Linked DNA regions of Mus musculus: all the other regions are linked to region 3. Evidence: chromatin contacts called from public promoter capture Hi-C data. All regions are on one chromosome and are shown on one strand. Each heading gives the region's core, a stretch centred on a gene start, on an enhancer-like site or on the middle of the called end of the contact. The rest is flanking DNA. Distances are from core to core; before and after follow the strand shown. Region 1 holds the start of Map3k10 (mitogen-activated protein kinase kinase kinase 10). Region 2 holds the start of 2310022A10Rik (RIKEN cDNA 2310022A10 gene). Region 3 holds the start of Zfp146 (zinc finger protein 146). Region 4 holds the start of Ltbp4 (latent transforming growth factor beta binding protein 4). Region 5 holds the start of Blvrb (biliverdin reductase B (flavin reductase (NADPH))). Region 6 holds the start of Zfp59 (zinc finger protein 59). Region 7 holds the start of Coq8b (coenzyme Q8B).

Evidence for each region. Promoter capture Hi-C pulls out the DNA fragments that hold promoters and counts their contacts.
Region 1: a promoter capture Hi-C map of pre-B cells shows a contact between it and region 3, with 2.9 times the contacts expected there. The contact joins the promoter of Map3k10 here to the promoter of Zfp146 in region 3. A contact is called at or near these places in 4 of 39 promoter capture datasets (hippocampal neurons, liver and pre-B cells).
Region 2: a promoter capture Hi-C map of liver shows a contact between it and region 3, with 5 times the contacts expected there. The contact joins the promoter of 2310022A10Rik here to the promoter of Zfp146 in region 3. A contact is called at or near these places in 2 of 39 promoter capture datasets (both in liver) and 1 of 115 datasets of contacts at active chromatin or transcription factors (thymic regulatory T cells).
Region 4: a promoter capture Hi-C map of pre-B cells shows a contact between it and region 3, with 2.6 times the contacts expected there. The contact joins the promoter of Ltbp4 here to the promoter of Zfp146 in region 3. A contact is called at or near these places in 3 of 39 promoter capture datasets (hippocampal neurons, liver and pre-B cells) and 1 of 484 Hi-C or Micro-C datasets (B cells).
Region 5: a contact with region 3 is called in a promoter capture Hi-C map of liver, with 5 times the contacts expected there. The contact joins the promoter of Blvrb here to the promoter of Zfp146 in region 3. A contact is called at or near these places in 4 of 39 promoter capture datasets (erythroid cells, hippocampal neurons and liver) and 1 of 115 datasets of contacts at active chromatin or transcription factors (astrocytes).
Region 6: a promoter capture Hi-C map of liver shows a contact between it and region 3, with 6 times the contacts expected there. The contact joins the promoter of Zfp59 here to the promoter of Zfp146 in region 3. A contact is called at or near these places in 4 of 39 promoter capture datasets (frontonasal cranial neural crest, hippocampal neurons and liver).
Region 7: a contact with region 3 is called in a promoter capture Hi-C map of liver, with 6 times the contacts expected there. The contact joins the promoter of Coq8b here to the promoter of Zfp146 in region 3. A contact is called at or near these places in 2 of 39 promoter capture datasets (hippocampal neurons and liver).

What each region holds. Positions count from the first base shown.
Region 1 is chr7:27,672,697-27,676,385 of GRCm38.p6, forward strand. It overlaps Map3k10 (mitogen-activated protein kinase kinase kinase 10), which reads right to left and starts at 1,885. Exons shown (of 10, transcript NM_001290528.1): 1 at 647-1,885. The coding sequence starts at 1,328. It also overlaps a transcript of Zfp607b not described here.
Region 2 is chr7:27,550,719-27,554,657 of GRCm38.p6, forward strand. It overlaps 2310022A10Rik (RIKEN cDNA 2310022A10 gene), which reads left to right and starts at 2,572. Exons shown (of 10, transcript NM_175107.5): 1 at 2,572-2,635. It overlaps Pld3 (phospholipase D family, member 3), which reads right to left and starts at 2,500. Exons shown (of 14, transcript NM_011116.2): 1 at 2,280-2,500.
Region 3 is chr7:30,167,490-30,171,248 of GRCm38.p6, forward strand. It overlaps Zfp146 (zinc finger protein 146), which reads right to left and starts at 2,252. Exons shown (of 2, transcript NM_011980.4): 1 at 2,170-2,252. It overlaps Gm5113 (predicted gene 5113), which reads left to right and starts at 2,386. Exons shown (of 3, transcript NR_157376.1): 1 at 2,386-2,725.
Region 4 is chr7:27,331,472-27,335,331 of GRCm38.p6, forward strand. Ltbp4 (latent transforming growth factor beta binding protein 4) reads right to left here and starts at 2,177. Exons shown (of 30, transcript NM_001113549.1): 1 at 1,884-2,177. The coding sequence starts at 2,133. All of the region lies in intron 1 of Gm30543 (a long non-coding RNA gene), which reads left to right.
Region 5 is chr7:27,445,748-27,449,282 of GRCm38.p6, forward strand. It overlaps Blvrb (biliverdin reductase B (flavin reductase (NADPH))), which reads left to right and starts at 2,231. Exons shown (of 5, transcript NM_144923.3): 1 at 2,231-2,449. The coding sequence starts at 2,371. It overlaps Sptbn4 (spectrin beta, non-erythrocytic 4), which reads right to left and starts at 842. Exons shown (of 36, transcript NM_032610.2): 1 at 716-842.
Region 6 is chr7:27,836,675-27,840,470 of GRCm38.p6, forward strand. It overlaps Zfp59 (zinc finger protein 59), which reads left to right and starts at 1,910. Exons shown (of 5, transcript NM_011762.3): 1 at 1,910-2,035.
Region 7 is chr7:27,230,568-27,234,372 of GRCm38.p6, forward strand. Coq8b (coenzyme Q8B) reads left to right here and starts at 2,446. Exons shown (of 15, transcript NM_133770.2): 1 at 2,446-2,606; 2 at 2,898-3,005; 3 at 3,135-3,254; 4 at 3,374-3,440. The coding sequence starts at 2,901.

The DNA of each region.
Region 1 (3,689 bases), core at 635-3,134, 2.5 Mb before region 3:
ACCTGTGCCGGGCAAAGCAGCCTGGAAGTGTTTTCTATCAGCCACTCTCTTCCCAACGCCTTCATCTGCTCCACTCTGCTGGAGAGCCAGCAGCATCTAGAGAACAGTTTTGATTTGCCCCATCCCACCCCTATCCCAAGGCACACAAGGAAGTGTTTGGAGACATTTCTGGTTTTGATAGTTGGGAGCAGGGTTGCAGAGTACTAATGACCTCTTGTGCATAGAGCCCTAAGGCCACCAAACAACATAAAGTGCACAGAACAATCGCTCTGCCAATGACAAGACCACAAAGGTTAACCTTTGTGACAGGCTTGGGAAGCCCTGGCTTCAACTAAGCCAGCTCTGTCCATCTCTGCCTGGTAGACTCCAATGCCACGATCAGGTTGTGGGCATCATGAGGACAGACTCTGCAAGTGGCAATGAACACAGGGACTGTCATAGTGCCATGGATACACCATCATTGACCTACTGAATGAAAGAGACCTTTCTGAGCTTCCCTTTTCTTATTAATACAACCAAAGTCCCCCTTCACCTGGCCCTGCTTGCCCCATGCAGTGCCATCTGCTGTCCATTGCCCTTTCCAACGATCTGGGCTTGGCCTCATAAGATTCAGCGGAAGAGTTTTGGGAGAGAGGATACCACTTACTGTTGATGGACTTGAGGTCCCGGTGAATGATGGGCACAGGGGCATCATTGTGTAGATAGTTCATGCCCCGAGCCACCTGCACAGCCCAGTTGACCAGCACATGAGGGGGGACCCGGCGACCTGCCAGTACCCTGCTCAATGCACCTCCCCGAGCATATTCCATCACCAGGCAGAGGTTTGGGGGGCTGAGGCAGGCGCCCCTCAGGGCAATGATGTTGGGGTGCTGCAGGGCTCCAAAGAGCCGGGCCTCCTGGCGGACCTGCTCCGCTGTCACTGCCGGGTCCCGTTCAGGGTCCAGCCGAGCGGCCTTGACCGCTACTTCCTCTCCACGCCATACGGCGCGATAGACTTTGCCAAAGCCCCCGACACCGATGATCTCCTCCAGCTGCAGCTCGTGGAAGGGGATCTCCTGTGGCAGCTGGAGGTCTGAGGGTGCGGCGGGTGCAGCGGGGGCCACGTAGTTGCTGGGGAAGACGCCCACACGGCCGCTGGGCAGCTGCCCTGTCCACCAGCCCTCATCTCCAGACACCGCACAGTCCTGGGAAAGCACCTGGACGCGGTCGCCTCTCCGCAGGGTCAGCTCCTCGTCGCCCACCGCCTCGTAGTCGAACACGGCGGTCCACACTGGCCCCGCGGGGGTCGCGCCCCACTCTCTGGCCGCCGCCCCCTCCTCCTCCTCCATGGGGGAGGGGCCGGGGGCTGCGGGAGGCCGCTTCACGCAGGCTGCCCGCGGAATGCTGAGCGCGGGGCCGGGAGGCCGGGATGGGAGACAGTCCCTGCGGACCCCGGGGGGCTCCTGGGGACCATAGCTGGGGGAGGGGCCTCCGCTGGAGCGAAGGAATTAAAAAGAAAAAAAACCCCAAAAACCTAAAAAACACCTTTTTCAAACGATAGGACCGATCCCTCGGATTTGGCTGTGCAGGAGAGGCGTTAGGTTCACCTGTCCCCAACGATGTCAGGGCGCAGGGAGGGCCGGGTCGAGCGGGGCCCGCCGGCGGAGGCCGAGGCCGAGGGCAGCAAGCGGCCGCCCCTCCCCGCGCCTCTCACCCCGCGCAGCTCCACCGGCGGCCCCCGGCTCCGCATCCTCAGCCACGACCGCAGGGCCGGGCAGGGATGGCGGCGCCCCGGGGGCGGCCGCCCCGGGATGGGGTGGCGCGCCCCTCGGCCTCCTCACGCGAGGAACGCGTGGGCGGCCCCCATCCTCCTCAGCCGGCTCCTGGTCGGCCCCCTAAGTCCCTCTCCCCGCCGGGGCTCTTGGCGGTGTCCAGTGACGTGTTTATGCTGCCGCCGCGATGCCGCCTGGGAGTTGTAGTCCCAAGCTGCGAGGCCTTGGGTTCGTCCCAGGCTACATGAGCCCTGGTCCTTAGGCCCTATCTCCTATCAGGGCGAATGAACCAACGCTTTCTACAAGCCCTGCAGGAGACCCGTTCATGTTGGAGTTCACGGTAACTGACTCATTTAGCCAAGGGAAACATAGGAGCTGAATGAATGGAGATTACGGACCGATACTCCTAAAGCGGTTCGGACAAGGTTCGCAGGATAGTCTCTAGGGTCCCTGGCTGGAAGTGCATGCTGGGAAATGTAGTTCGTTCGTGGACCATTGCGCTCCTTGAACCACCTGCTTCAGAGAGCAATGGGTGACTGGAGCAAGTTAACGCACAGACTTGTGCTGCCTCTTTGGGCAGGAGCAGGCTGGAGGGCGAAGTGTACTGTCTCGAAGATTTCATAGCCAGATTTGCTTGCCTCACCAGCTATGGGATCACTGGCATCTGCAGTAAGAACTTGTCTATACTCTTCTGCCTCCTATAATGAGCTTCAGTTTGGAGAGAGGGGGCTGAAAGGAGGGGTTTCCGGGGGTGGGGGCTTTGCTCAGATGATGTCATTAAATCTTCACGAAGAGCCTCATTTACAGGTGACTCAGAGAAACAAACTCACTTTGTTCAAGATTGCTAAATTATAAATGGCAAAGCAAGAGTCAAGGGCAGTTTAAAAGAAATTGAAAAATTGAAAAACAAACACTGTCAGTGATCGTATTTTTAAATTGTGTGTGTGTGTGTGTGCGCGCGCGCGTGCGTGCGTGCACGCACCCAAAGAGGGCGTTGGATCTCCTGGAAACTTCAGTCACAGGCGGTTGTGAGCCACCCCATGTGGGTGCTGGGGACCCAAATTCAGGTTCTCCGCAAAAGCAGCATATGCCCTTTAGAGCTGACCCATCTTTGCCCCCTACGGTAACTAAGATTCTGGTTGAGTTTATTTGTGGGACAGGCAAAGAACTGACTGAGAGGGACAAAGGTGTGCGTGTGTGGAGCTTTATTGAGGCAAGCTGACAATCGCTGAGTTGGGAGTCGTTACAAGGGCTCTGTGTTTAGCATTTTATAAGACTTATGGGTCCTCTCATCTTAACATTTTGCCTAGGCATTTGTCCTTCTAACCTTTCTCTAAGGAAGGAAACAACCCTGGCAGGAAGGCCGTTTCTCTACCTGCCTATATATTTTTCTAACTTATCCTCAGCACCATGTTTTTAGAATGCTGCCTTTCTATGTATAGAATGCAGAAGGTGAGTCCTGTATAACGTCAGTGGCTTGTCCAAGAACTATAAACGTCAGGGGGTAGAATCCTGGGTCTTTCCAGTTTGGTGATCCTAAATGGCTTGAGACTCTGGATAGAGGAAGGAAGAGAAGAATTTTAAGAACTCTCATAGCCAGATTCTGAGACACTGATGCTAAAAGATCACAGGAAGTGATACTACTCCTGTAGCTGACTAACAAGTCTCCTGTTGTCTGCTTAGGGAAACTAGGGGTCTATCGAGAATGCTTGTTGGCTGGTGAGATGGCCAAGCTGGAGTTTGAGCCCAGAACCCACGTTGTGGAAAGAGAGAACTGACCCCTGCAACTTGTCTTCTTAGCTTCTCCATGTGCAGCTTGGTTGGCATTGAATGCCTGTGTGTGTGTGTGTGTGTGTGTGTGCGCGCGCGCGCGTGTGTGCGCGTGTGCACTCGCACACACTCACAGAGGTGGGCAGGGGGAGGAGAGGGTAAGAGGGG
Region 2 (3,939 bases), core at 1,322-3,821, 2.6 Mb before region 3:
AATTGTAGTTTCAGGGCACTGGATGCCTCTTCTAGCCTCTGCAGTCACCAAGCACACATGTGGTTCACAGACATCCATGTGTGCAAAACACCCATACACATTAAAAAATATATACAACGCCAAACATTAAAAAATAATAAATCAATCAATCAAGGATTTTCCTATCTCTGCATCCTCAGACCTATGGATGGTGGATATGTGCCAGCCACCAAATCTGACTTTTTACCTGAATGCAGGGGATCCGAATGCAGGTCCGAATGCTTGCACATCAAATGTTACCCACAGATCCATCTACCCAGGCCCATAGTGTGCAACACAGTGATGACAGTCCCAGTTGAAGGCAACGTGGTCAGTAACAAAGTAACAATATTAGCTCAATGCCACAGTAAACTAACTGTGTTACAAGTTAATTAGGGTTGGTTTGGTGGCCAATGCCTGTTGGGGGTTATGTATTCATATGCTAAATATTGGCTCCCAAGGTCTGGTTGCCCCCAACAAGGTGACCCTCAGCTACACTATGTGATGCTATATAAACCCTGCTCCCCAATGTAAAGCTAATTGGTTAATAAAAGGCTAGAGCCTGCAATTGGGCAATAGGAAGAAAGAGGCAGGCCTTGAGGATAAAATGAGGGGTCTGAGGAGAGGCCAGGGTAGGAAAAGGAAGGAAGGATAAAGGAGCCCAAGGAAAGAGGCCTTCAGGACTGGAGATGGACCATGAACATGTGGCCAGGAGAAATAGACCCCAAAAGCAACCCCAGGAAGATTCAAACAGCACGTAACAAGAGACTTACGGCAGAGATGTACAAGAGACTCGCGGCAGAGATGTATGTTAGAATAGTTCCAAAACCTGCCCAATTTAAGTTTACAGCTTGTAAACAAAATGCCAGGACTGTGTATCTTTTATATAGGCTAGCTAAAACATAATAATTCATTTTTACAAACACCTATAGGCAGAGGTAAGAGGATCAGGAATTCAAGACCACATATGGCTACATATGGAATTCAAAGCCTGCCTAAGCTACACAAGGCTCAGCCAACAAATGAACAAACGCTCAGAATTCACATTTTCCTGGTAGTGTCCCCATGCGCTTTTGTTGTTGTTTGACAGTTTCGTGTAGCTCAGGTTGGCCTTGAACTTGTAATGTATCAGAGGCTGAGGTAGAGATCCTCCTGCTTTAGCTCCTGGACATTGGGTTTACAGACACACAAACCTGTTGGCTACTGTGCATTTTACAAATGGGAAAGCAGGAATTGGAGAGGCATGGTTTGGTGGCCTGGGTTTCCCACAGGTTTAGGGGTGAAGCTGGGACCCTGGGATACCATAGAATACCATATAATATCCCACACCATGGAAATATGTGAAACGTGTACCCACAGAGGAGGGAAAGCTATAAGGCTGGGTGGCTCCTTGTGGGTAATGCTGAATACAGATGTGTTAGTGGAGAGATGGAGACACCAGGGCGATTTGAGGGTAATCTAAGGGGAGATGGAAACAGGAAGTACAAGAATAACTGGTATGAAGAGATTTAGGGGAAATGGGGGTTTCATGAAGGAGATGTGTGGGTGACTAAGACAATGATGACAGAGAGACCGGCTCATCAGTGCTTGCAATCCCCACACTCAGGAGGCTGAGCAATTGGATCTAAAATTCAAGGCCAGCCTGAGTTGCACTGGTGACTGAATGCTAATCTCCCGCACAGGTACCCAGTGCTAACAAAGATGGAAGAGTGACCAGCGGAGCACTGGGGACAGCAGGGGCGTGTCTGAGCTGACATACTTTGAGGTTACAAGGAGACCCTGTCACATAAAAAGAGAAAACTGAGCATATAAGGCCAATCAGGGCTTAAGGGGAATGAAAATGAATAAAAAGGACAATGTTTGTGCTGAAGAGATGGTGCAGCAGTTAAAAGCACTTGTTGCTCTTCCAAAGGACCTGAACTAGAAAACCCAGCATTCACATGGGATGGCTCACAACCATTCGTAACTACAAATCCAGGGAATTAGACATCTTCTGATCTCCTCGGGTAAATGCAGTCACAGATACTCAATTAATTGTAAACAAACAAAAAAACAAAAATTACTTCTTAAAGGAGGGGGCGATGTGAGAGAGGTCATGGCGTCAGAAGGGGAGGGGTGGTGACGATTTAAGTGGGGTATGATTTAAGAGAAGGGATGAGGGCACCTAAGTGGGCCAAGGACGATATAGAAGAGATGCATTATAGACGAGAGGGTGACACAGGGAGGGCAGCCAAGGTGTCGCGCACCAGATCGCACAGTACCTGCACGTCAGAGTCTTCTACTCCAGAACCTAGCCCCGCCTTCCCGCCCACCTGTGCGCAGGCGCAGTCGCGCTAGACTGCGGGCAGGGTGGGGGCTAGACTTGATCCTTTCTGATTGGCGGCGTTCTTCGCGACCGAGGCTCTGTGTTGTCATGTGATGGTCGCCGCCCCACACTCTCTTGCTGGTTGGAGGCTAGGAGGGCTAGAGCGGCTGGTGGAAGGTGCAGTCTGGCTTCCGGTATCAAGGGCAGGACTTCCGGGGCGGGCGGCCCAGGCCGAGGGAGGAGTGTCTGACAGTTGGCGCGACCCGGAGGGCGGGCGGGCGCCTCGTGGGGGTGCGGGCCCCAGAGTGCCAGGTGAGGTGCGGGACTGGGACGGAGGAGGTTAGGGATGGAGATACGGGGTGGCCGGGGGTCTGGACTTCCCGCGCAGCCCATACTGTACGATCAGATAAATGATTTCTCTTTCTGAGCCTCAGTTTCCTCTTCTGTACAATGGGGGCCCAGAAGCTGACCGTAGAACCCGTGTAATGGGACGTCAGGTCGTGCACACCCGTTCTGCTCTCAGAGCTCTCCATGTTACTCTTCCATCCTCGTTAGCACTGATGATGGGTACCCGCGCGGGAGCTGCCCGAGCTAGCAGGCCAGCGGGTTTGGGTTCTAATCCCAGCTTCCCTTTGCAAGAACTGGGCCTGTGTCATTACCTTTCTGAGCCCAAGTTTTCTCTGTTTAGTGAAAACCGATAATCTCAGGCTCCTATGTTCGTCGTGTGGATCCTGATGAATGTCTTTGGCATACCAACAGCTCGGTGGATCGGGATTGTAGCTGAGAGTTCTAACAACATAGAGGAGGGAAGCCCAAAGGAAGCAAAACAACAGTCAAGAAGATTGTTTGCCTCTTTCCTGAGTCCTGAAATAGCGATTTAAAATAATGACTAATGCATGTTCCTCAATTTAAAAGGGGGCATTTTGCATTGTTATCCTAGCCAGGAGAAGGGAACCTTAACTTGAAATACAATAGAAATAGAACATTCCTCTTCATTTGTGGGCAGTAAATGAAAGATACTTGAAAAGTTGTTTTGTTTGTGTGTTTGTTTGTTTATTTACTTATTTATTATTTTTGAAGCTGGGTCTCTGTTTGTAGCTCTTTCTGTCGTGGAACTCACTACATAGACCAGGTTGGCTTTGAACTCACAGATAAACTGCCTGCCTCTGCCCCTCTACCCAGTGCTGGGATTAAAAGCCTCTGCTATCATGCCAGGGTGGCTAAATAGTCTTATATACTTGGTTTCCACCTCACATCTGCATGCAACTTACATTAGGTCTACAACTGTCCCAGTCTGTCACTAGTTTAGTTCAGATTTAATGAATACCTGTCAGACGTAGTTGTAGGAACTTTGAGTTTGCTGTTTTAACCCCTCTAATATATATATTTTTTAATTTTAAATGACATGTTTTATTACACTGTATGTAAAACCAGAGGATAGCTTGGCCTGGTGGCCTTTACCTACTTAGCCTACTTATCTCTCTGCCCCTCCCCACCTGCCGCCCCCCCCCCCCCCAGGAGAAAAGCAGAGGTACTTGTTTTTAATTTTTTTCCCCATTGATGTACCTGCCCATGCATTTCTGTGGAGATTAGGAAAAGTTTTGGGAGTCAGTTCT
Region 3 (3,759 bases), core at 1,002-3,501:
AAATATGGTAAGTTGGCTGAATTCACATTCAGTAGCTAAGTGTAATGGAACTTTACATTCCTGTAGTTGGTGGAAAGAGAATAGCTCATGGGCTCATGTATTTCAATAACTGGTCCCCTGTTGGCAGGACTCTATGGGAAGAATTAGGAGGTAAGGTCTTGTCTGAGGAGGCGTGTCACTAGGGGAGGGTTTTGAGGTTTCAAGACTCTGCTGGTGCCCAAACTTACACAGGCACAAACATAAATAAATGATTTAAGAAGCTGACTTTAGAACATATACTACACTCATATGTGTAAGTTATAAAGTAAATGGGGTTACTTGCCTTTGGCCTATCCATTCTAGTACCCCCTATCCCACAGTAACAATCATTCTGTGTGTGTGTGTGTGTGTATACACACACATCTATCTATCCTGAAGCTTTTTCCCCAATAGAAAGAAATTCAAAGACAGCTACCTTATTCCTGACAAGTCTATATTCTGAACCTTGTCCTACTATGTCTGAGACCTTTCAGTGTCTATATAAAGCTCCCTCCTCATTCTTCTGCACGACCACTGGATAAGCTTATTATCATAGGTCAACCGAACCATCCTTTAATGGATGAGCATGAAATGTTTCTAATACTTTTCTAGGCTAAACTTTGCTGTCACGAGCAAACTTGTGTCTGTATTGTTTCACTCAAACATAGTAGATACATTTGTAGCATCAATTTCCAGAACTGTGGGCTAGGGATATAGCCCAGTCAAGAGTCAATACACATTACCTCCAAAAAATTGCAACAAGCAAACCCTCACATTCTAGCTGCTTTTCTTTGGGGGATTTCTTGTCATTTTGTTTTTGTTCTTCAAGACAGGGTTTCTCTGTGTAGTTAAGGGGTCCTGAAACTCTGAGATCCAACTGCCTCTGCCTCCCAAGTGTTGGGAATTAAAGGTGTGTATGTGTCCAGCTTCAGTGATATTTAAAAAACTACTTTTGTTTCGTTTTTTTGTTTTTTGTTTTTACAATGTATCAACTAGTGGCAGCTATTCATAAATTTGAAAGCTACCCACTTGCAAATCTTAATCAGGTACTGCTTAACTTTTACCATTAGGAGAAAAGCCAAAGCTGCGGATGTCTTTAATGACTGCCACAGCAGGGAGAAGTAGTTTTTCACATGTGCTACACAATTCACAGAACTGTACTCGTGAAGGAGTTATGACATCTACGATATAGCACAGTAATCACTAAGTTTTTTTCAAAAAACTAAAAACATGGACCAGTGAGAGAGCTTGGGGGGGGGGGTGTGCAAAGGCGCTTTGCTTCCAAGGCTGACAACCTGGATTCCGACCCTAAACCCACATGATGGAGGACAGAACCGACTGTGGCAAGCATGCCCACACAAATAAATGTATATATATATATATATATATATATATGCTTTAAATGAGGAACTGTGCCTAACCTAAATCTAAATTAGACCCCTTAATCCTGGGTTTTTAGTGAAATGACGCTCTTCAAACCGAAACTCGAATTTGCCTAACAGCTCTATTAAAGTACCTCAAAAATCAGAAATGAAGTCTATGGCTGGCACCCCCGGGACAAACAATTCCAAACCAAATGTTTCCTTAATTAAGCATGACAGAGTAATCTGTATTCTACCTCCATTCATAAACAACCGCGTTTTAGTACACAGATCGTCTTTTAAAATCTAAACATGTTTACTAAGGCTTTCTGCACATATCACGAAATGCATTTGCGTATAAAACTCACCATCAATAAATACAGTTTTAAAAGTATTTAACCCTTAGCTTCATCCCACCTTTCAAGTAATCAAATAAAACGGATGCTCTTCGGGAAGATGGCCCCGTTATAATTATCAGCACTTTCGACTCGGGAACTACCGCGCAGACGTGATACTTCAACATGGGTCTCCTCATTGCCTCGTGAAGCATAGCCACCCACAATCCTACACCCAGCTCCACACCCACTCAATCATTCCAAATAGTGGGTCAAACTTTGCAGTCAAATTCGGTCTCAAACGCTCAAGCTTTCCTCAGAGGCCCCCACCTCCGCCTTCACCAAGATCCAATGCTCTTCAGCCCACTCCCTGAACCCCGCGCTACACCTCCAAAGATCGGAAACACTGCCCTCCAACCTCCCGAACCCACCGACCCAGGACGCCCAGATCCCACCTCCTACTTTGGCGCCACGTGGACACGACGGCCGTGCTGACCCGCGGACAAAGACCAAAATGTCCACTCGCTGCCCCTGCGTCTGCGCACTCAGGGAGTGAGTGAGCACTCCCAGAAGTCTCCGCGACATCTCAGGGCTTGTTCACTGAAGCCTAGCCAGGCTGTTGTCTATTATCAGCAATACTGCTTTTACGACTTTGGACTACACTTCCCACAAGGCACTGCGGGTTGCTTATCCGTCTCCCACGCACAAACCTGGCCGCCTCTTGTGATTTGGGGTTTCTTAGAGTAGATTGTTGTCACTTGGACCCAAATAAGCTCACGCCTGGTAAGATGTTTGGAGTGGGGACTTCCTCTTTGGTACTTCACGGGCGGCGTCTCAATAATACACTGAGCCCAGACCCCAAGGTGAAAGGACACCATCTTTGTCCGGGGCTGATGTGGCTATGGACTACGTTTCCCAGAGTCCATAGCGAGCTGACATTGTAGCTCAACTTTGATGAAACCTTTACCTTTGGCTGAAGCAGGATGCGCGCGCCTTCTACTGAGACCCAAGGTAAATGGTCTGGGGAGTACTGAACGGGGGTGGGGAACAGGCGTGTCCTGAACGGGGTTGTGCACGCTGAAGCAGGACTGGGCTGCGGGATTCTAATTGTGGTTTTGATTGTGGTGGTGACCGGTTGTCAGTGCTTACAAGTAGTGTGCTGTTGTAATCACCTGTCTCCAAGGTGTATATCTGATTGTTGCTGTGCAAACATATGTGATGTTATGTGTTCCGGGATCTTGTGGTTGTGGAAGTGGTATCCCGTGGTCCTGTAGTGTGTTGTGTGCTCGATAACCTTTATTCCTGGGGTTGTGTGGATATAGTTGTAGCTGTGACTGTGTATCTCTGGGTTAAGTGACCTTGTGTAGTACTGTGTGCAGTGTTCTGTGTCCGTGGCTCTGCGTCGGCAGTGCGTGAGTATCCTTGTGTTCTTGGAGAGAAGGGAGAAAGAAGGAGGAGGACTTTGTGACAGTGTGTAATACTGTGTGTATGCGGGTGTGGACTATCTTTGCTAAAGAGTGACTGGCCCCTGAGTGAATGTTCAGTTATGGCTGGATGATGCAGAGTACTGTGCCTTCTGCGTGCCACCATGTGTGATTGTGACTATGTAAGGAGGACCTTTAGGGATGTTAGGGAAGTGATTGTACCACAGTGGCAAGCAAACTGACTGGGATGCCTAGGTGGGTAAAGTTCTTGTGGCACAAGTCAGTTGTCATACTGTGTTTGTAATTATCCTGTAATCCAAGCTCCTACAGAATTCAGAGACAAGCATTTCCAAAACCTCTCAGATGAACTAGCTGGGAGTGTGTAGCAGTGATCAGACTACAAGGTAGAAGGCTAGAACCAACACCCAAGACTCTACTCTGCCCTCCACAAAAATGGCATTGCACACACATACCTGAATATGTGCACACACACAAAGTTAAAAAAATTATTTCTAGGGCTGGAGAGATGACTCAGTGGTTAAGAGGACTGGCTGGACTTCCAGAGGACCAGGTTTCAGCACCCATGTGGCAGCTCACAGCTGTCTGTAACTCTTGTTCCAG
Region 4 (3,860 bases), core at 927-3,426, 2.8 Mb before region 3:
ATGAGCATGGAGGCAGTACTCTGAGGTTCAAAGAAAACCCAAGTTTTCTAGGAGGCAGGGTGAGGCTAGCTCAGAACAAATCTAGGCTCTCAACCAAGAGTCTTTCAAGTCCTTTCGGAGAGTTGCCTAGAAAACAGGACTAGTACTTTCTGGAGGCGGGGGTGTGGCCCATGTGAGGGAGCTGAGGACAAGGAGAAGTGGAGTCTGATCGTTTCTAGCACGTTAAAACTCTCAAGTTGCGGGGACCTTAGGAATCGCTGGAAAGTCCTACTCCTCCCTAGCCAAGGATCTGGTTGCCCCGAGTCTTGATTAATGGCCCTGTGTGGATAGGTCTGGGAAGGCTACCTTAGAAAGAGAAGGAAAAATGAAGCTACGTGGGAAGAGAATCGGGGGAGATGTTGGAGGGGGAGAAGTATCTCCACTTAAGGCTCATGCTTGAATGTTTCAGGGGAAGCGAGAAGCCGCTGGGTGACAATATTAGAATTCTCCTGGGAGGGGCGCAGCTTGGAGGAGTACCTCCAAAGAGGGAGAAGAAACTGGGCTGGAGGAGTTCCTGTAGTGTTTGCCCCTGGGTGAAGAGGGACCTTTGGATCCGGGATCCAAAAACCCGGATTTCCTGTCAGGAGCGTTAAACCTGGACTCCAGGTACCTTAATTTTTTTTTTTTTTTTAAGGGCAGAGCTTAAGAAGGGCTCAGCAAAGAAGCAAGATTGGAAAAATGGAAGTGTCTCAGATGGGAGGAAGCCACCACGTTTAGGGGCATTTCTTAGTCTCTTAAGTCATTTCACTGCCTGCCCTTGCCTTGAATACAGACTCCCAGCTCAGGGTGCCCATATCAGAGGGCTTGCTGCTAAATGGGCAAAACTAACTTCATGTCCCACAACATTGGAAGAACAGGAAGCTAAGGACATAGGGGTCTTGCCGAGGTCAGCCCGCCTTCACATGTTCCTCCTTGTGCCTCCAGGGGTTTGGCACCCGTCTGGGCACGGCGCCTGGCACGGGCGAGTTGGGGCTGGGCCGGGAGAGAGTGAAGGAAGGAGGGAGGAAGGGGCGGAGAGAGGGAGTGGTAGCGGGCGGGGGCTCGGGCGGGAGATGAGCTCACGCCGGCCGGGTTGGGCTGGCTGGGGGCCAGCCTGGGCGAGTTCTCGGCGCCAGGGGCCCCACTCCCCATTCCGGAGGGCGTAAGGGGTGAGAAGCAATGAAAACCCGACCCCCAAGTCCATCCCCACACTCTGGGCTAGCAGGTGGCGCACCCTCCTGACCTCACCTGAACCCCAGAATGCTCCCCTTGTCTAGAGGAAGCTGAAGCGCAAGCCGGTCCCTTCCTCCCCCAGGGGGCGCCCTTTCCTCAGGCCTCCTATCTGGATATCTGTCGCACGTGGAACCGCTGTAACTCAGGTCTTGCCGAAAGGCACCCCGTCTTTCCTGGGTCCCCTCCCGCTTAGCTCTTCATCACAAGCAGTCCCATGCCAGACTTTCCTAGTCTTCCCCCACTCAAAGACAGACCTAGAAACTTGAGATATGCCCCACCACCCCATGCGACTCTGAAACACTCCTTGCTGACCCACTACGCACAGTCTGCGAATTTGGGCCCCATCTCAAAAGTTCCCAGATCCTAAGATCCTCGCCTTGACTGAAAGGGATGAAAGCTAGTCTCAGTCCGTTCACGTGGGACACCACAGTTCCAAAAACACTCAATGCTCCTGAAATCAGCGCCCTGGAGATCCACTCCCCAAATAAGGAATTCAGAGCCCCCTTCCTCAAAGACCCCACGGAGTCCCCAGCATTTCTGTACATGGAATCTGGGCTCCTGCTCCCTAAGGCATTGTCTCCAGGGTCCTCCCTCCGGGCACTCCTCCCTTGGGAGCACCATCCCGCACTCACAGGCGCGGAAGCCGGGTCCCCCCGGGGCCGCCCCGCCGGGCGCGCCGCTGTCCACGCTGGTGGCGTTGCGGGGCGCGCAGGTCGGGGTACAGCGGGAGCCAGTGGGCCCGTGGATGCAACGCAGGCCGCACACAGCGGGGGTGAAGCGCACGCGAAGACGCTCTCGGGGTCGGCCCAGTACGGGCTGCGGCCCCAGCTGCGCCAGCAGCACCAATAGCGACACCCAGAGCAGCTGCGCGCCGCCCGCCATGGCTGCAGCGCCGCGCTCCACCGCGCCGCCGCCCCAGCCCGCCCGAGGGGCCCGGCCGCGCCCGCCCGCTCGCCCGCCCGCCCGCGGGGGAGGGCGGCCGCGCCCCCGCTCAGCCCCCCCTCCCCATCGCTCCCTCCCGGGCGGCCGCGCGGGGGCGCGTGGGGCTGGGCGCTTAGCCAGAGGCGCGAAGGCTGGGCGCTAGACTCGCAGGGGGGAGGGGAGGGCGCCCCCTCTGCTCCCACCCGTGCTCCAACAAGTGGATGGGGCCTATGGGGAGTAGCAGGGAAGGGAACAGGTGGGGGCGGGCGGGTTTGCTCCCAGAGAGAGTTGAATCCATTGAGAGGAAATCCATTAGAGTAATGGGGGCCGCATTTGGGGAGCCAGCTGAAGACTGATCCTCTGACCAGGCACGGGGGTAGGGGGTGGGGGGGAAGAGGCTTCATCTAGATAGAGGACAAGGATGGCACATTTGGGCAGCAAGATGGTACATCTGTGGGTGACGAGAAGGGTCGGTGTACAGGACACATAAAGGAATTAGAGGAGCTGAATTCTGGAGAGGAGACTAAGGCGCTTACACCTGAAGACGCCACAGCACACCAAGACTCTCTACACCTGGTGGGAGAGGTCAGAATGAATAAAGCTGTGGGCGGGGGTCCTCACATCTGGCCTGGGGCACACATCTGGAAAACCTTAGGAAGGAGGGGGATGCATCTGGGCTGAAGGCCACACAGCAGGAGAGGGCTTCTGAGGGTAGTTGAGTCTATAGAGTGCTCTAATCTGGGGTACCGGGCTGTAGTAAAAGTAGGGTCAAGGGACGGTCTGGCATGTAAGAGGGAAAGGTCTTTGGCCCCCAGCCGTCCCGCAATCTTGGGCATTTTGTGCCGGGGCAGGCGCCAACCCGCACAATCGCTTTTGTTGTCTGGACTGGTTCAGCCTCGCTCTCTGCTGGGCGAGTTGCCCCCCTCTTCAGCCACGGGAGCCCGGACGCCTGGCTTCCCGGCCCCACCCTGATGGGTCAGCGCCTTTGGCCTGCGTCTAGTTCTGTCCCTGGCTCACCTCATACTGCCGGACGCAGGGGTCCCTAGAGGTGGCCGCATCCTGGGGAGTGGGGTGGACCAAGCTACAATAGGGGACTGGTAGGCGGCGGCAGCACCGTGGGAACCAGACGGCTTTATCTGGCCCGGAACCACCCCCCTCCACCCCCTACACGGAGGAAGGGCGGATGTTCTTACCCCGGGCCTGGCCGGCAGGGGCGCGATGTGGGGGCCTTCTTTTCAGCAATGCCCGGGCCCACGGCCCTCGGGGCCGCCTTTGCCTCAGCAGAGCTCGGGCCTCCTGCAAACTAGGTGGAAGAGGGTGGAAGAGGCTGTCACTACTATTAAATTGGCCTCCTCACCTCAAGGGGGGGGGGAACCCTCCTAAGCCAGGAGCACTTCCAGGAGTGGGTTTGCCCAACATTGCCCCCAGCCCTTTTATTGGGAGCAAGGCTTGGGATATCTTTAGAGAAATACTTTCAGAGAAAGGACTATGGAAGAAGAAAAAAAAAAAAAGGGTATGGAAAGAGAAGCGATATGAGATGGATGGGAAGGGAAAAGTGGGTGGGGCGTAGAGACAGAAACAGATCAAGAAGCAAAGACCCAATGATTCAGCCAGGCAAGGAAGAATAAACAGAAACACAGACAATGAGTTAATAGTGAAAGGCCAGTGTGCGTGTGCGTGCGTGCGTG
Region 5 (3,535 bases), core at 981-3,480, 2.7 Mb before region 3:
CAGCAACCATGGGATCTGGTACACGCCAAGCCTCAATCCATAGCTCTCCTTATTCTTTTCTTCTCATAGTGTCTGAATTCCATCCAGAGCCTCACACAGCCATGTGCTCCACCACTGACACACACAGCCAGCCAGCTCTGAGTTTTCCCTCTTTGGTCTCATATCTTAGCAAGTCCGGGGGTCTGGTCAAGAGTCAAAAAAGAGATGGGTTCAATGCTTTATTCTGGCGGTGTGGAACTCGGTTTCTCTGTGCTTTGATTTCCTTTCCTATTAATGGGTGGTCACAACTGTTTCCCCAATGGAGGATACTTGGGCCAGAGGAGGCGCTTAGCACTTGGCGAGCTCTCTGTGGGCCCAGCTTGCAGCTCTGGCCTTTCCGGGGTGCAAAGGGAAAGGGGTCCTGCGGGATCCAGCAAGAGCCGGTGGGGAGCTGAGCTGAGAGTGGGATCCGAGGCTTTAACCCTTCCAAAGCCGCGCCTCTCTGCCCCTGTGGTCCAGTCACCGTGCGGAGGAGGGGGGCCTGGGAAGGACAAGGCCTTGGGGTGACCCACGCCTGGTTCAGTGGCTGAGCTAGGTGAGGGTGAGGGGTTCATTGGATCGCAAGCCTCTATCCGGCTAAACAGATCCGAGGGCTCAGGTCGCCAGCTTGTGGGGGAGGATGCTGGGCCAGGTGGGGAGATGCTGGGGAGGGGCCGCCGTCCGCACCGCCGCTCACCTGGGCGCCGGCCGCCGATGCGGTCCCGGATGCTCGCCGCGCAGCACCGCCCTCCCTGCGGGCGTTCGTCGCCGGGCCGGGCCCGGCTCTGTTCGGCCCCACCGGCCCGCCGCTCGGCCAGATCCGCATGCGCCGCCGCCGCCGCGCCTCCCCCCACGCGCCGCAGCCGCTCCGCACGCCCCCGGGACCCCTCCCGCACGCCGCCCCGCCGCCCGCGCTGTCACACACCGGGCCACGCGTGTGATGCACAGCCGCGCTCGCGAGCGCTCGAGGCAGCGTCACACACTCCCACACTGCCACTCACACACCGGGCCCCTGGCAACGTCATACACACTCTCTCCACATGCACACTCTCATGGTGTCACTCCTTCGTAAGGGGTCAGTCAGGGTCAAACCTTCTAACTGTCTGTCACACGCAGTCACTTGCAATGTTTTCCTCTCTGGAATGTGTCCTGCAGGGTCATTCACTGTGACACACTCTGATATAGCCACCACTGACAGTGACACTCAGATATCACCAGTAGTTACCAATACAGTAAATAGTGCCCTGCAGGATCGTACATACATTGTTACTCAAATACTGCCACCACCACAATAAGGGTCACATGAAATCACTTGAACAGTATCACAGGATGGAATAGTGCTCTGCAGGACCACGCACTGTGACACACTCACATACAGCCACCACCACCAATAGCACATACAGTCAGGCATGTCACACACCTCCAAGGTGTCACAGAGTATCTACGCTCACACAACACAAAGTTCACAATCGCATAGTCTTACACGCTTAAAATGTCACACCAGTTGCCTAGGCACAAAAGATGACACACCCTGTGTTGCTACACACCCATACATCAGAGCCTCAACAAGACACAAAAGGAATCTCAGTTGATGTCACACACAGTCACACATAAATGGGATCATATCACGCACCCATGTGGTGTCCCAAACCTTCCCAATCCGAAAGTATCACACTCCATTACAGCTTACCATATCACACAGGCTGAGTACCCCTCACAGTATCACCCCCATGGACGCCAAATAACATTAATGATCTCTATACACAACTCACATTGCAACACAAGGAATGAAACCGGGTGTCGCCCACAACCATGCTGTCCCTTGTGGTCACTGAGGGTCACACAGGCACAAAATCACCCCACACACCCCTCTTGCTTGTTGGGAGGACGCTTTGGTAGAGGGAAGTACCATCTCAGAGCCTGTCTGTAAGGGGGCGTGAGCAAAGAGAGCACGGTGGGCGTAACGCCCCGGCCGGCCCCGCCCCGCTCAGCCCCGCCCACTAAGGGTGGCTGTCTCTAGTAGGCAGAGCGCTAAGTGACAAACTGCTCTAGCACCGCCCACTCCCTTCCCTAGAAGGGGCGTGGCTTCTACGTCTAAGCGCCTATCGGAGAAGGGGCTCTGGAAATGCAATTTGACTCCTCCGCCTACTCATGCTCTTTCCAGCGGGAGGCGTGGTCGCCTCGGTCCCGCCCTTTGAACCCAAATTAGGAGGGTGAGGCGGAGGCTGGAACCTTGTCTGGTCCCGCCCCCTCCTTCTGGGTCGAGGAGGACCCGCAGCGCGCCTCCTCGCAGCCACTGTGTTCCCGCGCGTCCTCGGAGTTCTCAGCTTTTCCGGCCCTGGACCCCGCAGCATGACTGTCAAGAAGATCGCGATCTTCGGTGCCACCGGCAGGACCGGGCTCACCACACTGGCGCAGGCGGTGCAAGCAGGCAGGAGCCGGGGCGGGTGGGGGAAGTCATGAACACCGGGCGGAGTTTTGGGAAAAGTCGTCCTGGGGGCCGGGCGGAGACCACACGGGGCGGTGTGTGCCCCAGCCTGTGGGCCAGCAAGTGGTCACGGGGGCACAAATGGAGGACTCTGACATTCAGCGTTATGTGGGTTCAAGGCGTAAAGGAATTAACTGTGGGAACCTGGAGGACTCCTCTGACAGTTCTATGCAAACCAGGGGTTCTTATGAAATGTCGTAACTGTGGTGGTGGTCCTAGTTAGCACACCCAGAAAGGGTTTTCTGAGCCAGGACTAGCTTGGCATCCAGCCAGCCGGGCCATCTCCTTACACGTGTTAAAATTCTGGTGACCCTCATTTGGAATGGGAACTAGTGTGTTACCCCACTTGACACATAAGAAAACTGAGGCGGAGAGGACTTGCTGGTACATGGCTGTGTCGGGATTTGAACTCCGGTCCGTGGTCTTAAGCACTAAAAAACTGTCTGCAGGCTCATAGTTTGGTCACTGGAACAGAAAATCGAAAAGGTTAGGCAGCAACTTACTTCAAAGAGAATGGAGGTGATCACCCTATAAGAGAGGGGCAGTCCAAGAACTGAAGTCCTGGGAAGGACATTGAGCTTTGGGGCCTCCCGAGGGGAGGGCGCAGGATCCCCCATCATCCCCTGGCTCCTCAGTCTAGAAGTTAACTCTGGACCAGACGTGAAAGTTCCAGATAAAGAGCCACACCCTTGCTAGCCTTGGCGATTCTTAAGATATTGACTATCAGAGTGCCCCAAAAGGGTGGAGGCCACAAAGAGCCCAGTCCCTGCTGGTTCCCAGCACAGCTCCTGCTTTGGGTGAGGCTTTTTCTAGAAGTTCCATCCCCCCGCCCCCCATGGGCTATCCTTTCCCCCAGGGACTTAATGAGGGCCTTAATTCGTGGCAAAGGAGAGCGCCCTGGGCCTCCCAGAGAAAACAAACTACAGGCTGGCTGTGGTGGTGTAGACCTGTAATTTCCCCCACCCCTGGAGAGGCAGAGGTAGGAGACTCAGGAGATCAAACCTATCCTTGGCTGCGCAGCAAGTTCAA
Region 6 (3,796 bases), core at 660-3,159, 2.3 Mb before region 3:
AAAACAAAAACCAAGCCCAATCAACCAAAAGCAAAACCTAAGCAGCAACAACCAAAACCCCACATAAGAACATGATAGAGTATGGAAATCAGTGCTCATTGTGGAGAGGGGCGGCTCACTCACAGGATAGATGTGGAAGAGAAGAGGATGGGTGTGAAGTGAGGGTCCATCAGGAAGGGGGAAGGGAATGCAGGGATTTCTCAACACATGCCTACAGTCACCTTCAGAAGCAGGAGAGGAGAAAACTTGAAAAGAAACACAGATGCATCTTTGTGTGAGGAGGAGGAGGGAGAAGCTATGCACACACAGAGCAGGAGACAGAGGCAGAAAGAGCTGAGAGCTGAGACTGGGGATGTGGCCTGCAGCACCCCAGGAAGAATTCAAGTGACTGTAGCTAAGGAAACACTTATGGTGGACATTAATCTCTAGTTACGTATTCAGCGCCCCATGGCTCCTGTGGAGAAAACAGAGGGCAATTAACTGATTTTACTTCCATGAAGGATAAGGGGTAGCACTAAGAAAAGAACTGTGACACAGGAAAGATGGAGCAGACCGACCAGAATCACACTGTGGAGAGAAAGGAGGACGGAACACATTGGATGACAGAAGGCTAAGCATCTTTATAAATGATCCAAAAGCCGGTGAAACAAAACCCAAGCTTTGCAGAAGCAGTCACTTGGGTCTGTCTGGAGACTCCTTGCCTACCTCAGTAATCTGCTCGTGGGATAACTCAAAATAGATGGAGTCTTTAATATTTAAAAGTGCAATACAAAATATATGAAGTAATAGATGCCCCGCCAAGAAAAAAGGATAAAAGAGAAAGCTTTCCACAGCAACATCTTCAGGTAATGAGCGTTTCTCCCACAGGTGAGCGTACAGGAACAGTTCCCTTTCCAGATCCCCTCGTGTCATTAGAGCTTAAGTGTCTCCATTTTTATTGACTTCACTCAGAGTTGAGATGCTGTCCAAATCAGCTATGCTCTGTTGCTCTTGGAGGGTGTTGTTCTATCAGTTTTTTAAATTGACAACATTTGAATGTGTTGATTGATTTTGCTATCATTCCCTATTGTTCTAGCGGGACTTCCCCCCTCTTCATGTTTAAAGGTGTGCTATTTGAGTATACTCTGAGTTAATTTTGTTTATGTATTTATGTACTTATTTGTTTGAGACATTTGGGGTATCCTCTGAATTTTAGTTTATTTAGTCCTTTCAAGACAGTAGGAGTGTATTCTGAGTTTATTTTTAATTAATTTTTTTCAGACACCTCCTCTGCCTCCTTAGGGCGGTGACTAAAGGCATGTGCCACCATAATCTGAGTGTATTTTAGTTCTTAGACAGGGTTTCACTGGGTAGTCCTCGGTGGTCTCTTCTCACAGACATGCAGCTGGCTGTGCCTCCCCATCGCTGGGATAAAAGCCATTGCTACCACGCCCATGTTTACTGTCACTTGATGACTTGGCCTCTTTATTAATCTACCTCCATTTTATAATCGACCTGAGTTTTCTTTTGATCATGCGAAGATGGTTACTTTGAATCTGCTAGAGTATTTATCTTTAATATATTTTCTGTAGTTAACACATAGCTGGGTCTGACTTTTCAAATCTAAATGTGGCAAATTTTGGCGTTTAGACGATTTACAGTACTTTTAATGCGATTAGTTTTATTAAGAGGCTCGTCTAGCCTGCCTAACGGACACAGTTCTGTTGGTACATAGCGATACGGTCCTCAGTCACATTTTCTATCTAAAGCAGGGAATTCAGACTCCTCCGTCTTCTCTACAGGAGAAAGAAAATCAGTTACGCGGAGAACCGGAAGTACCTTTTGCTCAAAGGAGGGCGCCTCCCCTTTAAGCGCGCACCCACGTGGGCACTCCCACAAGCCACTGGACTCGGTTTTCTGATGGGCTGGCCCGAGTTGCACGCCGGGATCTCCGGGACGCTCCAGGCTTCTCCAGGGCTTTGCTTGTGACAACTGTGTTTTCCGGGACCACCGCGCCGGAAGTAGCGCATAGGCTTTTGGTTTATGTCTCCCCAGAGTAAGACCGGAGCCAGCGGGCTGGGAGGGGTGTGTACAGGCGGTGGGGTGGCTGTATGGTGTGTGTGTGTGTGTGTGTGTGTGTCTTTGAGTCTAACTGTATACACACCTTGAGCTCTCTGCATAATCTGTGTCTCTGTGCTTGTCGCTGTCTGCTCCTGCTTTCTCTCAGGGACACAGGGACTAAAGCAGAGGACCAAGCTTCAGTAAGGGGAGGTCAGGTGCGGGGTCTGAAGGGAAGCTTTCCCCGAGGCTCAGACTTGAGCTTAGGGCTATAATTTAAGGACGGGGGTGTCGTCTTGGAGGGAGGGTACTTGTTGAGTCCCCTGACTTTCTCAGAGCTGCAGCCATTGAGCATGCTCTCAGATATGGTCTGCGATCTCATGCTTACTCAGGCTTCCCTAGGTGGCCATTCCAAAGGAGGGCTGGAGAGGGATGTGGATTCAAGAATGAGTTTTCTGTTTCTGTTTGAAAAATGAGGTTTTAGTTTTAGAATATGGAATGGAAGTGAGGGAAGGAGGAACAGGCGAATTGATACCTCCACCATTGTGTCCCTTACATTGTCCCTGCCCTTTCCACTTAGTTTCAATGATCCGTGGCGTCTTCTCCCACAATCTCTACCTTTTCCTGAGATGTTGTAACTAGGAATTTCTAGAGGGTAGCGTTAGGGCTCTCAACTAAATCAATTTGTATCTTGATGGTGTCACACCTCAGATGGCCTTTGATCTTTACAGGCCTTCATTCGAAGCAAGGGAAGAATGTAGGCGATAGATGGTCTGGTCACCAGGGAGGATTTGGGGAGTGGGAAAGTAATAGCACTGAATTTGGCATCCTTGAGGACTAGGTATTTTGTGTGTGTGTGTGTGTGTGTGTGTGTGTGTGTGTGTGTAAAATGGGTAATGTTGGCCAGATGCAGATGAGCAATGCCATGTTTAAATATAGGGATGTGGATCTGTGGTATCCCGTTGGAGTCTTGGTTCTGTCCCCTCAGGCTCTCCAGGCCTGTCAGGAACCTTAGGATGCCTGTGGTGAAGTCTGTTAGCGCAGTGCCGCCATATCCTAAGGGCCTGGTGTGCTTTAGTTGTTGCTCTGTGAGGTCATTTTGGGTTCCTTACCTGGTTATTGCCGCTGGGACAGGGCCAGGGGATGTGGGCCACAAGCGTGGATGGCTGCTCCGGACCTAAGGCTGGTTTGTATAATCATGTACATTCCCTCTTTTAAGGAAAGTCCCCCCCTCTTAATGATAATGTCTCCGTGATAATCAAAGACAGCATGAGTCAAGGTGTGGCTAATGTCTCCACAAAATGGGACCTTCAGAACAGCACTTAAGGCTGTGGGAAAGAACTCTAAAAACATGGATTCAAAAACAAATAATTTCTCAAATAATGAGGATGCGGTATGAATTATATGAGGGGGCTTCAGGAAGAGCCAAGGCAGCTACAGTAGGAGCCAACTTGTCAGGAAACCACTAAGGGAGGAGGTAACGGGGATTAGGGAGTGGCAATTGTAGGAGATCCCACCCCGCTATGGTTTTTGTTTGTGCATTAAAGGGCAGATGGATTCCTGAGCTCAAGGTCAGCCGGGGACTCTTTAATTTAGGCCCACGAGTGGTATAAATGGTAATTTCCGTACAGGGTCCCACCCTGTTAGTTTATCTTTTGTGTAACTGCGGCAGGCAGATCTCTGAATTCTTTTGCAACTCTAAAAAGAAGGTTGTTTGTGTTTGCAGTCTCCTAAGAATTAAGGGGCAGGGTTGGGGGGG
Region 7 (3,805 bases), core at 1,196-3,695, 2.9 Mb before region 3:
TCATTGGGGATGGTCTCTGGAAGAGCAGTCAGTGTGCTTAACCTCTGAGCCATCTCTCTAGCCCAGGGTCTTGGATTTTTGTTTGTTTGTTTGTTTTTGTTTTTTTGTTTTTTCGAGACAGGGTTTCTCTGTATAGCCCTGGCTGTCCTGGAGCTCACTTTGTAGACCAGGCTGGCCTCAAACTCAGAAATCCGCCTGCCTCTGCCTCCCGAGTGCTGGGATTAAAGGCGTGCGCCACCATGCCTGGCAGGGTCTTAGATTTTTAAATAAATAAATGAAGATGATTTCATGTCTAGAGGACTTATGTTCTAGGCTCTGACACTAGATCATTACCTCAAGGTTGGTTGGTTCTTTAATTACTTATGTGTACATGTGTGCCTGTGCAGGTGCATTCAGGTGCCTTTGGCGACCAGCAGGGGGCATCAGATCTGGAGTTGAGCTTACAGGTAATTGAAGCTACCTGGACACTAGGAACTGAACTCGGATCCTTTGGAAGAAAAGCAAGCATTCTTAACTGCTGAGCCCCAACTCCAGCACCTTGGGGGTTTGTGTGTGTGTGTGTGTGTGTGTGTGTGTGTGTGTGTGTGTGTGTGTGTGTGTGTGTGATAGACTTTCCCTGTATTCTTGGCTGTCCTGGAACTCACAGAGATCCTCCTGCCTCTGTCTCCTGAGTGCTGGGATTAAAGGCCTGTGCCATCACCACCTGATACCTCTTGTTTTCTAATGCCGAGGCTCACACATGCTGTATCACTGACATATACCTGCAGCTCCATGCTTTCCTCTTATTTATTTTGAGGTAGGGTCTCAAGTAGCCCAGTCTAGCCTCAAAACCAAGGATAGCCTTAAATTCTTGCTTTCCCCGCCTCTTTCTTCCAAATGCAGGGATTATAGACATGCACCACCATGGCTGCCTTCATGATCCCAGTGTACCAGGGAGAGCTTTGAGTTCAAGTTCTACCCTTTCCTTGCCCTTGTTTATGTCATCTGCAATGAACTCAGATACATGGAGTTTGTGGTGCGAGGCCACTGTGAGCAGTGGCCCTGTGGGATTATCCACTGAGGTGATTTTTCAGCCTGTCCCTTATGGCAAGCAGCCTGCAGCTCCTGAGTCAGACCCTCACCTTTGGAAGAGGACTGGAGGTGCTTTCAATCTTGAAATTGAGTCACCCATTGGAGGGACATTGGGCACAGGCCCAAGGTTTCAGGATGAGTCATCTCTTCATAGGCTAATAAGAAGTCAGATACGGGAACCCACCTCAGACATCATACAAGTTAGAGAACATGAGGTCCAGAGAAGGAGGAGGGCTCTTCTGAGGTCACACAGTAAAGGGACAGACTTTCCCAACAAAGGGGGTGGGGCTAGACAGCGACAGTAGGGTGCCGTGAGGAACACATCTCTTCAATTGTGGGAAAGATGTCCCAGCCACCAGCTGTTTCTATTCCAGACAGCAAGAGGAGTGAGTCAATTTTCTCTCATGCCAAGGCTCCTGACTCAGCGCTGGGAATCTTGACTGAGTGTGTTCTGGGAAATGTCAGGCCTTAAGGAAGCAGGGTTCCCACTGAGGGCCATCTCCTAAGTAGGCAGAGTGGAGAGTAGACTGCAGGAGGGAACACCGGCACAGTATGCCGCCAAGGGGAGTCATGGTGAAGGCAGAGAAGAGTTCCTAAGCAAGGCAGTGGATTTATATGTGCCAGGAAGGAGGCTGGGTGCCAGGACGTGGGTGTTGGTACAAAGTGGAGAGGCTCCATGTGCAAGGGAAATGTTTGCTTGGAAGAATATGTGTTTAAAGATTTCTGGGGTTGGGGCTGGCGAGATGGCTCAGCGGGTAAGAGCACTGACTGCTCTTCCAGAGGTCCTGAGTTCAATTCCCAGCATCCACATGGTGGCTCGCAACCATCTGTAATGGGATCTGATGCCCTTTTCTGGGGTGTCTGAAGACAGCTACACTGTACTTACATATAATAAATAAATAAATCTTAAAAAAAAAAAGATTTCTAGGGTTGTGGCTCAGTGGTCAAGAATCGTCCCTGGAATGCACAAGGCCCTGGATTCGTGCATCCGTGGTGGCAGGGGTTGGGGGAGGATGTCCAAATACATAGGATAGATTTTGAGCTTGGCAGGCGGAAATGTAAGTGGATATAATGGTTCAGACCTGCAATTTCAGCAGGTGGGAAGTGGACGCAAGAAGAGAGAGACAGAGAGAGAGACAGAGAGACAGAGACAAAGAGGGACAGAGAGGGACAAAGGAGGGTAGAAGAATTCTGTCAAGAAGGACCATTGGTCAGTACAATGAGCTCACGTGCGCACCGACTAACACAGAAGACCCACAGAGCCTTAGCCTAGGTTCCACCCCTTGCCACGCCTCCTCAGCGGGGTGAGTTTTTGCAAACGTCGGCGAGCTGCTGTGCTACCATTGGCTAGCTGATCAAAGGGGGCGGGTGTGCGGACGTTCCCGGAAGCTTAAGAGGCCCAGCGGGTGCTAGACCTGGAGCCTAAACCTGGTGGACTGGGTGCTTAGCAACGGGGGAGGTGCCCCGTAACGGGGTCGTAACGGGGTGTCTAGGCAGGGGGCAGCACAGGAATTGTGAATGCTTAACAGCCCAGGGTAAGGCGATGCCTAGCAACGAAAGGGGCGCTGAGAAGTAGAGAGTTGTCCTGGCGGCTCTGTGGACGTCTAGCAACGGGAGAGAACCTTAGCAACAGCGAGGAGTTTTGTGGGGATTGGGGAGGCGCTTATGGAAAACTTGAGTTCTTAGCAACGTGGGCGGGCTGGGGGGGGGGGGGTAACTAGAAGAAACCTGGAAATAAAAGGGGAAAAGATATGGGGGTTAGGGGGGCTTTTCCAACAAGAGCGCAAAGCAGGAGGCCCAGTACTGTAATCCTTATTATTTCTTAGGCAATGTGGCTGGAGCTAGGTGCCATGCTGCGCAGGACCTGTGGACCGCTGGGCAGGGCTGTTCGTCTGCCCTGTGGGGGGGCCCTAGGACCTAGGCCCCACTGGTGGGTAAGAGGCTGAGGAGGGGGCCTCCAAGGAAAAGAGGTTGAGGGAAGGGGGGTGGGGAGTAGGTAAAATGATGTAGATGGGTCTAAAAAGGATTAGACCTTCATTCTTTTAAAATCCACTTCTCTGCAGGGGCCATGTAGGAGTTGCTTGGCCCAAAGTGTTCATCAAGACCAGCCTGGAAGAGGCCTCAGTGAAGATGACATTCGCAGGGCACGGGAGGCCCGGCTCAGGAAGGCACCCCGGCCCCAGGTATCATTGCTTCCTCTTCCCCCTCCCCCATGATAGTCTGAGGAAAGTGGCAGCAAGTCTGCAGGGCTTTTCTGCCATCTTGTCCACCTTCCCTACCTCACACCTCTCCTCTTTCTCAGCTGAGTGATCGCTCTCGTGAACGCAAGGTGCCTGCCTCCCGCATCAGTCGCTTGGCCAGCTTTGGGGGTAGGTGTGACCTCGATCAGAGAGAACATTTACAGGTGAAGCAAGGGAAAGGGTGAATCAAAGACAGGGTTAGGAGGGAGAGAGAGACAAGGAAAAACAGAACGTAGACCTTACTGTTTATTGAGAACCTGATGTGAGCAAGGTCTTGTAGGCTAGGCCTGTGTTTATTTCTTCTATTGATGGAGGAGTGGGGGCTGAGAGGTGAGGTGGCAGGACTTTAGGTTCCGCAGCAAGATTGTTCAGACATGTATGAAACAAAAAGTAATGTGTTGCAACCAACCCTCCAAAAAGGAAAGGAGGTGGCCAGGACACCCACCTGGAATTTCAGCAGTTGGGATGTAGGTAGGAGGGAACAGGATGATCAA